Regions from separate parts of the Sus scrofa genome. Here region 2 is linked to region 1. The links are chromatin contacts, called in public Hi-C maps. All regions are on one chromosome and are shown on one strand. Each heading gives the region's core, a stretch centred on a gene start, on an enhancer-like site or on the middle of the called end of the contact. The rest is flanking DNA. Distances are from core to core; before and after follow the strand shown. Region 1 holds the start of MOB3A (MOB kinase activator 3A). Region 2 holds the start of MBD3 (methyl-CpG-binding domain protein 3).

Region 1 (4,862 bases), core at 1,433-3,932:
CCAAAGAAGTGGGGGAGCCCCTGCCCCTGGAGTCCGCCCGGTCCCTGCAGCCTCCCTCCTCTGGGTCACTCACAAGGCTGGAGTGGTTCTGTGAGTCCAGACCAGGAGGAGGAGGAGCTCATGTTTATTCATGAAGTGTTGCACTTGCGTGGTTGCGGAGGTGACTTCCACATGTCCCAGATGCAGAGAGAGCTGCCCAGCTATGCCTACTGCACTTAACACCCCTGTCCACCCCCAATGACCTGGACAACCCCACCCCTCCCGTCCCCTCCTTGCCCAGAGGATGGACCTTGGAGACCTCACCTCGTGCTGGTGCTCTGTCTGAAAGAAATGACGCAGCCTCAGTTAGCTCTAAGCATTGGGGATAAGGCTGTGCCTGTGGTCCTTAGGCTCTTCACTAGGGCCCACATCCACCATGGGGGGCCCTCCCTGCCTCTGACCACAGCATTCCCACTTCTTGGGGCATGGGTGGGACCAGATTCTGTGGAGACTCTAACCAGGATATACCGCTTGTGCCAGCTGAGCTCCAAGACCCTGGGAGAAAGAATCTGGGTCCCTGGCATCAGGTGTGGCCTCAGCCAGGCACATACTCACCGGAGAGGGCACACGTGCCCCACTGCCTGTGATCAAACTCAGGTTTGGAAAGGGGAAACTTACTTGTGCCACTTATTTCTGCAACAACAGCAGGTTTGGAGTCAGGGGCCAAGTGGCCTTGACTGGGGTCCCCACCCTAAGCCCAGCTCCCCTGACTCACATGTACTGGAGGAGGCCCTGCACTGCTGTCTCCCACTGCACCGACGACCTGCCGGCACACAGGACATGGAGGGGCCAGCTGGGGGGAGCTTCCATTCCCCCCACCCAGGTGATGGAGGGGCCCACTCCAGGGAGACCCTTGGACCCTGTGGCTGGGGCGGGGGCGGTGGGCACACAGGCAGGTGTGTGATTCTGAGCCTTACTCGCAGTTGTAGCCAAAGCAGACAACATGTGAGTCTGTGCAGTTGGTGCAGGAGATGGTCTCGTACTGGAAGATGCCTGCAATAGACCAGAGGCAGCCGAAGGTCCCCTCACCCTCAGCCTCTGGGGCCCCATGCTGCTGCTGCTGCACCCCACAACCTGGACAGAGGCTCACCACAGTGACGCTGACAGTCGATGCGGCCTGTGAAAGGGTGAGAGCACAGATGGTATCTTCTTAGCAGGCCTAGACTGTCCTCCCCATCCAGCCCACCTTCCCAGGCTGCCCAAGGCTCAGGAGTGTCCATGGCCCCAGCCTGGGGTGAAGCAAACCATGGGGAAGGGCAGTAGCAATACTCAGGCCTCCAGGGACTGGCTAGGGGAGATGATAGGGACAGGTCAAAATTTATCCTTCCAGGTGTCCTATTGGTGTCCACTAGATGAGAGTGTCCCCCCTCAGAGAGGAAACTTTTTTGGTTTTTGGTTTTTGTGTTTTTGGGGGGTTTTTTTAGGGCAGCATATGGAGGTTCCCAGGCCAGGGGTCGAATTGGAGCTGTAGCCACTGGCCTAAGCCACAGCAATGCAGGATCCTAGCCGAGTCTGCAACCTACGTCACAGCTCACAGCAACGCCGGATCCTTAACCCACTGAGCGAGGCCAGGGATCAAACCCGCAACCTCATGGTTCCTAGTCGGGTTCCTTTCCGCTGCACCACGACGGGAACTCCCAGGGAGCAGACTTTCTCCCCACTTTCTGTCCTTTCTGAGTTCCAACACCCAGCTGCATCATGCCAGATCCCTATTCACATGGCTCTAGTCTCAGCCAGGCCCTGGCTGGAACCTGGGCCTAGGCCTAGAAAGAGGCAAACACTCCTGTGGTCCTGGGTCCTCAGGCTCTGGGCAGCATCCTCCATCCCCGAAGCCCTTATTTGCTCACTTTCGATGATGGCATTCTGGATGAGGTGCACCTGCTCCCGGAAGATAGCTCGCAGCTCGTTGGGGAAATACCCTAATGGGGGGAGGCAGGAGGGAGAAGGTCAGGGGCAGGTGGATGGGTCAGCGTGAGATGCCCTGGGGCCGCGGGGTTGTTCCTCGGTTTCCCACTGTGGCGGCCGCCCCCTTACCCGGGAAATACATCTTTCCCTGGTACAGTTGATCCATTCTCTTGTACACGGCGTTTGCCACTTGGTTCAGTTTCTCCCGGGCTGGGGGTGAGAGGAGAGTTGTGAGAGAGGCCTGGCCCAGGGTCTGGTTGGGCGTGGAGCGCGTGCAGGCAGGGCCGGGGTACTCACTGATTTCCGCGGGGATGGCCAGATGCAGCTCCTTCATCGTGTCCTGGCTCCAGTCGGTGAGCAGCGAACCCGACACAGGGATGTCGCCCACCCACCAGGACTTGAGGTTCACGTGATGGCGGTAGAAGGAGAACTTCTCTGAGAAGTTGCCGTGGCAGTGCAAGCAGCCTCGGGCCAGCGCAGCTGTCAGGCCCAGGCACAGCAGCAGGGCCATGGCCCGCCCCCACCGCCCGCCGCCCGCCGCCCGCGCCCACCGCCCACCGCCCACCACCCGCCGCCCGCCGCCGGCCAACCGACGGCGCCCCTCGAGCCACGCCCCTCTGCCGCGCACCAACAAACGGCGCCCTCGTGCCCCGCCCCCATCGCTCACCAACCAACCGCTCTCTTGTGACATAGCCTCGCCCTCTCCCGCCCCCTCGGCGTAGGCCCGCCCTCGCAACTGACTAGCGACTTCCCACCGCCTACTCCTCTTTCAAGCCACGCCCACCAACCTCAGCTCCCAAAGAGGGCTCCACCCCTCTATTGGCCCCGCCCCTGACCGCGCTCCACGCAGGCGTTCTCGGCCCGCTCAAGCTCCTCCTTCCACGGCGGCCCCACCTCGAGGCCCGGTCCAGCGCTCCGGGCACTCAGCTGCTCCGCCCGCGGGCAGTCTCCGCTCCACTTCCGGGAAGGCCTTGGACAGGAGCGGAAGTATATCCGGGGCGGGGCAGTGGTGCGCGGAGTTTTTCCGCGGCGGACGGCGAGGCAAGGCTGATTGGAGCCCCGGGGGCGGAGTCTGGCGACGAGAGTGGCCAGATCCTTCGGACAGCAGGCGGCAGGTGGGTCCTCGGAGGTATGACCGCGGGCGGTGTGAAGGCTGGGTCCCTCAGAGGGGTGAACGGTGGTAGAGGCGAGGGAGGCCGGGTCCTTCAGAGAGGGCGACCGCGGGCAGGGCGACCTCAGGAGGTACGACCGCGGGCGGCGGGGAGGCCGGGCCCTTAGGGGCGGGGGACAACCGCGGAGGACCAGACAACCGGGCCCCTCAGGGGGGTGAACAGTGGTGGAGGGGCAGGAGCCGTGGCGGCCCTTGGTCCAATTAGCGGTTACAAATGTTACTTTAGGTCACCCCTGGTTGTATCGCTGATCAGGACCCCACCTCCTGATGGATGGAAAGCCCACAGAATTTTAGGGCCCCCAGCCCACTGGGACACCTGCCCTCTGCAAGCAGGCTTCCTTGTCCCAAGAGTCCCTGAGCAGCGGGCAAGGGCTGGGCGGCAGGTGTCGGCACTGACTACCTGGTGACTCCACAGCTCTGTCTCTGAACTGGCTATAGGGCTTGTATTTGCTTTCAATGGCCGAGTATTTTACAAAACGTCGCTGAAAAGGGAAGGAGAGGTGATTGAAAGATACGCAGAGTCACAGGCTCTTTGTAAATAAATGACCAGTGATTCTCCCACTGAGAGAGCCACTGCTCATTTGGGGGTAAGAGTCTCCCAGAATTTATTCACAGGAGCTTTCTGCCCCTTGGATTTCTTTCTTTTTTTTTTTTTAAACCTTTTTATAGAGGCTCAGTAGACTTGCAGTGAACTGCACACATTCAAAGCATACAGTTGGATAAATTGTGGCATGGGATTTGTATCTCATACCCCACTGCCTGCCTGCACTTTGTGATTTTGGATTTGCTTCTGTTACACTTGGCCTCTGTCAGCCGCTTCTTCATCCCACTCTCCACCCAGCATAAAAGTTCAGGGGCTCTTTTTAGCCCATTTCACGGACTCAGCACTGACTGATGCCATGGATGGACAATGTCAGAACAGAGCACTGCCGCCTCCGGAAGCCCTGAGTGCCTGGGGGCATACTCCCCCACCCCAAGTTATGGTAGCCTGTCGGTGTCTGTGGTACTGATCATGAAGTGAAGCAAGGGGAAGTCTTTGCTGCCCCACCCCTGCCCACACCCTAGGGCACCCAGTTTCTCACCAGAGTCTGAATTTGGTGCCTGCCTCAAACAGCACCTGCCCTGTTGCTCCTGTCCTCCAGCAGATGGGTTCCACCCCACCTTTTTTTTTCTTTTTAGGGCCACACTCGCGGCATATGGAGGTTCCCAGGCTAGGGGTCCAAATGGAGCTGCAGCTGTTGGCCTACACCACAGCCACAGCAACACAAAATCTGAGCTGCGTCTGTGACTTACACCACAGCTCACAGCAATGCTGGATCCTTAACCACCTGGGCAAGGCCAGGGATCGAACCTGCGTCTTCATGAATACTAGTTGAGTTCCTTAACCTCTGAGCCATGACGGGAACTCCGGGTTTTCCCCTTTTAAGACCCTCTGGAGCTGAGCTCTCCAGTGTTGCATGACTGGTGAGTCCCCAGAATGTGCCAAAATGAGATGTGCCATCCATGTAGAGTACACACCAGATTTCTGAGACCCAGTGTGTTAAGATGGCGTGTGTGTGTGCAAAATATTTCCTTAGTGTTTTCTCTATTTGTTAGATGTTGGAATGCTATTTTGGTGTCCTAGGTTTAAATAGTATATCTTATCAATGTTAAAAGTCACTTGTTTATTTTTTACTTTTCATTATGGCTACCCAGAAGTTAGAAATTACACATGAGGCATATATCATATTTTGGTGCCTTCCACAGT
Region 2 (4,862 bases), core at 701-3,200, 440 kb after region 1:
AAATAAAATGTTTTGCCCTTTTCAAAAAAAGGCATGGCTCAGCGGTTAATAAATCTGACTACATCCATGAGGACGCAGGTTCGATTCTTGGCCTCATTCAGTGGGTTAAGGATCAGGCGTTGCCATGAGCTGTGGTGTAGGTGGCAGACATGGCTCAGATCCCGCGTTGCTGTGGCTGTGATGTAGGCCAGCAGCTATAGCTCCCATTCAACCCTTGCCTGGGAACCTCCATATGCTGCTGGTGTGACCCTAAAAAGCAAAAAAAAAAAAAAGTGAAAGACAGGATCATCATGTGACCCAGTAATTCAAGTTCTCTCTTTTGTGTGTGTGTGTGTAGCTGTGATTTTTAAATTAAGAAATAGGGAGTTTCTGCTGTGGCACAGTGGGTTAACAATCCAGCTTGTCTCTGTGGTGTTGCCAGTTCAATCTCCAACCTGGAGCATCTCCAACGGATGCGGCTTGGACTCGATCCCTAGCCAGGGAAGTTCCATATGCCATGGGTATGGAAGAAGGAAGGAAGGGTGAGTTCCCCAGTGGCTCACTGGCTTAAGGATCCAGCATTGTCACTAATGCGGCTTGGGTCTGAAACCTGGCCAGGGAACTTCTGCATGCAACAGAGGGGCAGGGTTGGGGGTGGGGGGAGTGTGGAAGAAAACACATACCACAGTTACCAGCACGATGGAATTCCCGTTGTGGCTCAGCTGTAATGAACCCAAATAGTGTCCATGGGGTTGCAGGTTCCATCCCTGGCCTCGCTCAGTGGGTTCACGATCCAGCATTGCCACGAGCTGTGGTGTAGGTCGTAAAAGCAGCTCAGATCTTGTGTTGCTGTGACGTAGGCTGGCAGCTGCAGCTCTGATTCGCCCCTAGCCTGAGAACATCCATATGCCACAGGTGCAGCCCTAAAAAGCAAAAAAAAATTTTTTTAATAAATAAATAAAAAAGTTACCAGCACTGCCCTCCATGGGAGGCCAGGGTCCTGGAAGCCTGGGTTTGAGCCTGAACTCTGCACACAGGAATCCAGTGCCCCAAACCAGCTTTGTCATATGGTGACCACCCAAAGTCCAAGGTGCTTGTCTGGCCACTTTGCCCTTTATCTGTGAGACCGCAGCCCAGCTACCCCTTGAGAAACCCAAAAGATTAAAGGATGTAAGGAATTGAGAATTAAGAAGTTGCACTTACCTGAGAACTTTAAAACAAACAAGTTACCCCTGCCTGCCATGGGCTTCCGTTTTACACCAACTCGAGCAAAGAACGCAGGGGCTCAGGGCTGGGAAGAGACCAGCAGTAGAGCTCCAGCTTCCCTTGGTGGCACCTTCCCACCCGCGCTTCCTCACTCACCCAGGGACTAGATGCCACTGGCCACAGCTGCGGCCACTCAGCAATCTTTTTATCACCGGGTCTGGGCCGGCCGAACTCCGCCCAGGGGTAGAAGCGCAGCCAGAGGAGGGACTGAGGAAGGAGGAGGGGACACAAAGGGGGCGGGAGATTCCCAAGGAAGATATTGGACCCCCAGGAGACTGAAGGCGGCTAGACTAAAGTGGAGGCGAGGAGAAAGGAGTACTGATTTCTGGATCCTAAGGTGTCGCTGAAGCGTTCGGTGGGTCTTGGAATGTGGAGGTGGGTGATCACCGATAAGGCCCCCAAGACGTAGTTGCCAGGGTGGAGGGGTGGCGGTCCAGCCCTGGAAGGGGATCCTCGGAGACAAGCGGAGCTGTGGAGGAAAGGAGGGTCGCAGAAGAGAGACTGTGGCTTGTAACTGCTAACCCCGCTGTGACAGCGCGCTGCTCGAGGGCAGCCCAGGGCGCAGGCGCGAGACGGACAAGCCTCGCGCCGCCGCAGGCCCCGCCTACAGGCCGCACTATGATTGGCGCCGCTGCCATAGGGCGGAGCCGGCGGTCGCAGGCGGGGCGGCGCCTGCGCAGCACGGGGCCCCGCGCGCGGGCGGGTGGGCGGAGCGGGCCCCCCGAGCGGGGGCTGGCGAGCGCGGGGAGGGGGCCGAGAGGGCGGCAAAGCCGGCGCGCGCCCGGCTGGGGGCGGAGGGTGGGGGCCTGAGGGCCGGAACAGCCGCGGCAAGTGGCGGCGGCATCGGTGGAGGCAGCTGAGACGGCGGCAGTGCGCGGGGGTCCGGGCAGCGACGGCGGCGAGCCGAGGAGGCGGGCGCGATGGAGCGGAAGAGGTGGGAGTGCCCGGCGCTCCCGCAGGGCTGGGAGAGGGAAGAAGTGCCCAGAAGGTCGGGGCTGTCGGCCGGCCACAGGGATGTCTTTTACTATAGGTGAATGAACGTGCCGGCCGGGCAGGGCCCCAACGGGCGCCTCCCAGCGGCCTCTGCGGCGGCCTGGGTGCCCCGACCCGGGCCGCGGCCTGGGCCCCGCGCGTGCGTTGTGCGTGCGTGCGTGCGTGCTGGCGCGCGGCAGGCGCCTGGCCCCATGCGCGTGCGTGCCCGCCGGGGCCGAGCCCAGTGCGCGTGCGTGCCCGCCAGGGCCCCTGCTCGTGTGCGTGCTCTCGCAGCATGGCCGCATGGCTCTGGGACAGGTCCCCGGCTGCTGGCGGCCTTTGTTTGGCCGCCGCGGGGAAGCGGCCGGCTGGGCGAGGGGCCCCCTGGCCCGGGCCAGACGCCGCTGGGAGGCGGGGGTGGGGGCTGGGCTGTCCCTTTGATCCGCGTGGGGCGCTCCAGGGGCGGTGTGCACACCGAGGCGGGTGGCGAGCCAGGGGTTCGGGGAGCAGCGTTCGACCTGGAGGTCTAGGGAGAGGGCTAACTTAGATGCAGTTTCCTGAGCCCTTCCCAGGGTGGCCTAAACTCCACAGCATGTCTTTTAAGAGCCACCCCTCCCCCATCCTTGGGTGCGTTTCAAGATCAGCGCCCCCCTTGGGTTTTGGCCCCTCCAGCCGCCAGATGGGGGATATGAGATTTGTGGGCTCTTCTCACCCAAATTGAAAGGGGGGCTGCCCTTGGCTTTGGAAAAGTGACAAGGATCCTTCTCCACAAACAATTAGTAGGCGACTGGAAACCCAGCCCCAGACCGTCGGCCACCTGCTGTTTGCCTTCTTCCTTTTTTTTCTCCTGACTGGTGGAAGATGGTTTTGTGTCTGAGCCAGCTTTGATGGCTCACTCCCCTTTGCTTCAGGACTCTGGAGAAAGGAAGGCAGGCAGGACACCTGCCACGTGTTGAATGCCTGCCCAGTGATGGGGTTGTGCAGCAGGTCCTGGCCTTGCTAACCCCTTTTGGAGGGGAGTAAGTAAGGATGTGATGGCACCTTGTTCAGAACAAGTTCAGGTTCTAGTTTCTGAAAGGGGAAACAAGACTGACATCCCCCAGTGTGAGCCGTATTTGGCTGGGATCCCATAACTTCAGGCATGAGATGGTGGAATTAAGCATTTCTTAGAGGTGTATGTGTGTCCCCCTTTACTGCCACTGTGAGATCACTCCATTGCTGGCTCTTTAGAAAACCTGAATCCTACTTCTGTAGTCCTGTAGTTCTACAGTGCTGTAGTTTGGTAGTCTGTGAAGAGGCCTCAGGCCAGGACCCACCTGCTCATTTAATTCCGATCATGTTTGTTGCTCACTTCCTTTTAGATCTAAAAACCAAGGCAAGTCTCAGCTTCTAGTCCTTTGTTAATTTAATGGATGTCTTTTCAGCACCTGCTGGGGGCCTGTCCCAGTCTTTTTTCTGGGAGTGAGACCCAGGCCCTCCCCTCCTGGGTGACAGCTGGTGCCCCAGCCATCACCCCATTCCTTTCGAAGTTACATGTGATGACGTACACAGAGATGCAGGATCTGTGAGGGACAGATGATGCGGATGCCTGCTTGAGCGAGGGCCAGTCAGGGAGTGCTTGTCTGAGGAAGTGACACAGAGCTGAGCCCTGGCCAAGGAGCTGGGAAGAGTGGTCCAGGGAGTGCAGACAGCCTGTGCAGAGGATTGGACACTGAACCAAGGCCAGCATGGCTAGAGGGCCCCAGACCATCATCACCCACTTCTCGTCCCCGCCTGCTAGAGCCTCTCAGGGCCTTAGCCAGTGGGATCCCACTGCAAGGCCCTGTCCTGAGCACTGGGGTCTGGTGGTAGGAAGAGCTTCAGACTGAGGCTGGACAGGATGGATCTCAGTCCAGTGGGAGGTGAGGGCCTATAGGGGGGTGGTTGCGACAGGTCCATTGCTCTCCCAGCCCTGGCAGGTAGGTGATCTGGGGAGTATGTGATAGGGAACCTGTGGTGTTTTCTGGAATGTGGGTCCTTGGCCTTCCCACCACCTGCTGGAGCCACTGCTGAGTCAGGCAACTGGGCAGGAGCACAGGGATTTTCTTGGTTCTCTTAATGCAGAGGGAAGGCAGATCTCAGGGGCCCTGAGTGGGACAGCCCTATCTTTGGATCCTAGCCCTGCCCCTAGGGATGTGGAACCTGTGATTTTTCTGGTCCAGAGAGTGGGAGGGAGCAAGGATGCTCTTTGCAAGATTGTCATACAGGCAGGTAAGGTAGGGTGACCTCACAGACCATCCTATGGAGGTGTCCCCACAGAGCCCTCTGACTTGGCACCAGGAGGTGGGGAGGGGGCCACTGAATGAAGCAGCCTCATTGCCTGACAGTGTCTATCAGGCAAAAGTTAAGGGCTCTTGGGAAGTTAGTGCCTTGACTGGGGTAGTCATTTTTTGGATGTGTGGAATAGGACTTTCAAAGGCAGAAATCTGCTTAGGAGAGCAGAAGGTGCTCAGCAGGATGCTGTAACCAGCTGCAGATTGCTGTTTGGGTCTCACTTTGGCGATACCACACTTACTATACCTCCTTCAGCCTTGTGTCCATGCTAGGCACTGGCTTCCATGTTCTTGGCCTGCCAGGTACCAGCCCAGCAGGTTCTAACGGCTCCA

What was found. Hi-C and Micro-C count contacts between places; a contact is called where the count stands out from the background.
Region 2: a Hi-C map of heart right ventricle shows a contact between it and region 1, with 4 times the contacts expected there. The contact joins the promoter of MBD3 here to the promoter of MOB3A in region 1. A contact is called at or near these places in 2 of 5 promoter capture datasets (fetal liver and fetal skeletal muscle) and 1 of 47 Hi-C or Micro-C datasets (heart right ventricle).

Annotation. Positions count from the first base shown.
Region 1 is chr2:76,472,715-76,477,576 of Sscrofa11.1, forward strand. MOB3A (MOB kinase activator 3A) reads left to right here and starts at 2,683. Exons shown (of 5, transcript XM_021084201.1): 1 at 2,683-3,059. IZUMO4 (izumo sperm-egg fusion protein 4) reads right to left here and starts at 2,513. Exons shown (of 10, transcript XM_003123021.2): 1 at 2,242-2,513; 2 at 2,074-2,154; 3 at 1,887-1,958; 4 at 1,130-1,156; 5 at 957-1,032; 6 at 755-802; 7 at 658-672; 8 at 304-321; 9 at 74-88. The coding sequence starts at 2,455.
Region 2 is chr2:76,911,930-76,916,791 of Sscrofa11.1, forward strand. MBD3 (methyl-CpG-binding domain protein 3) reads left to right here and starts at 1,951. Exons shown (of 7, transcript XM_003122994.4): 1 at 1,951-2,179. The coding sequence starts at 2,166.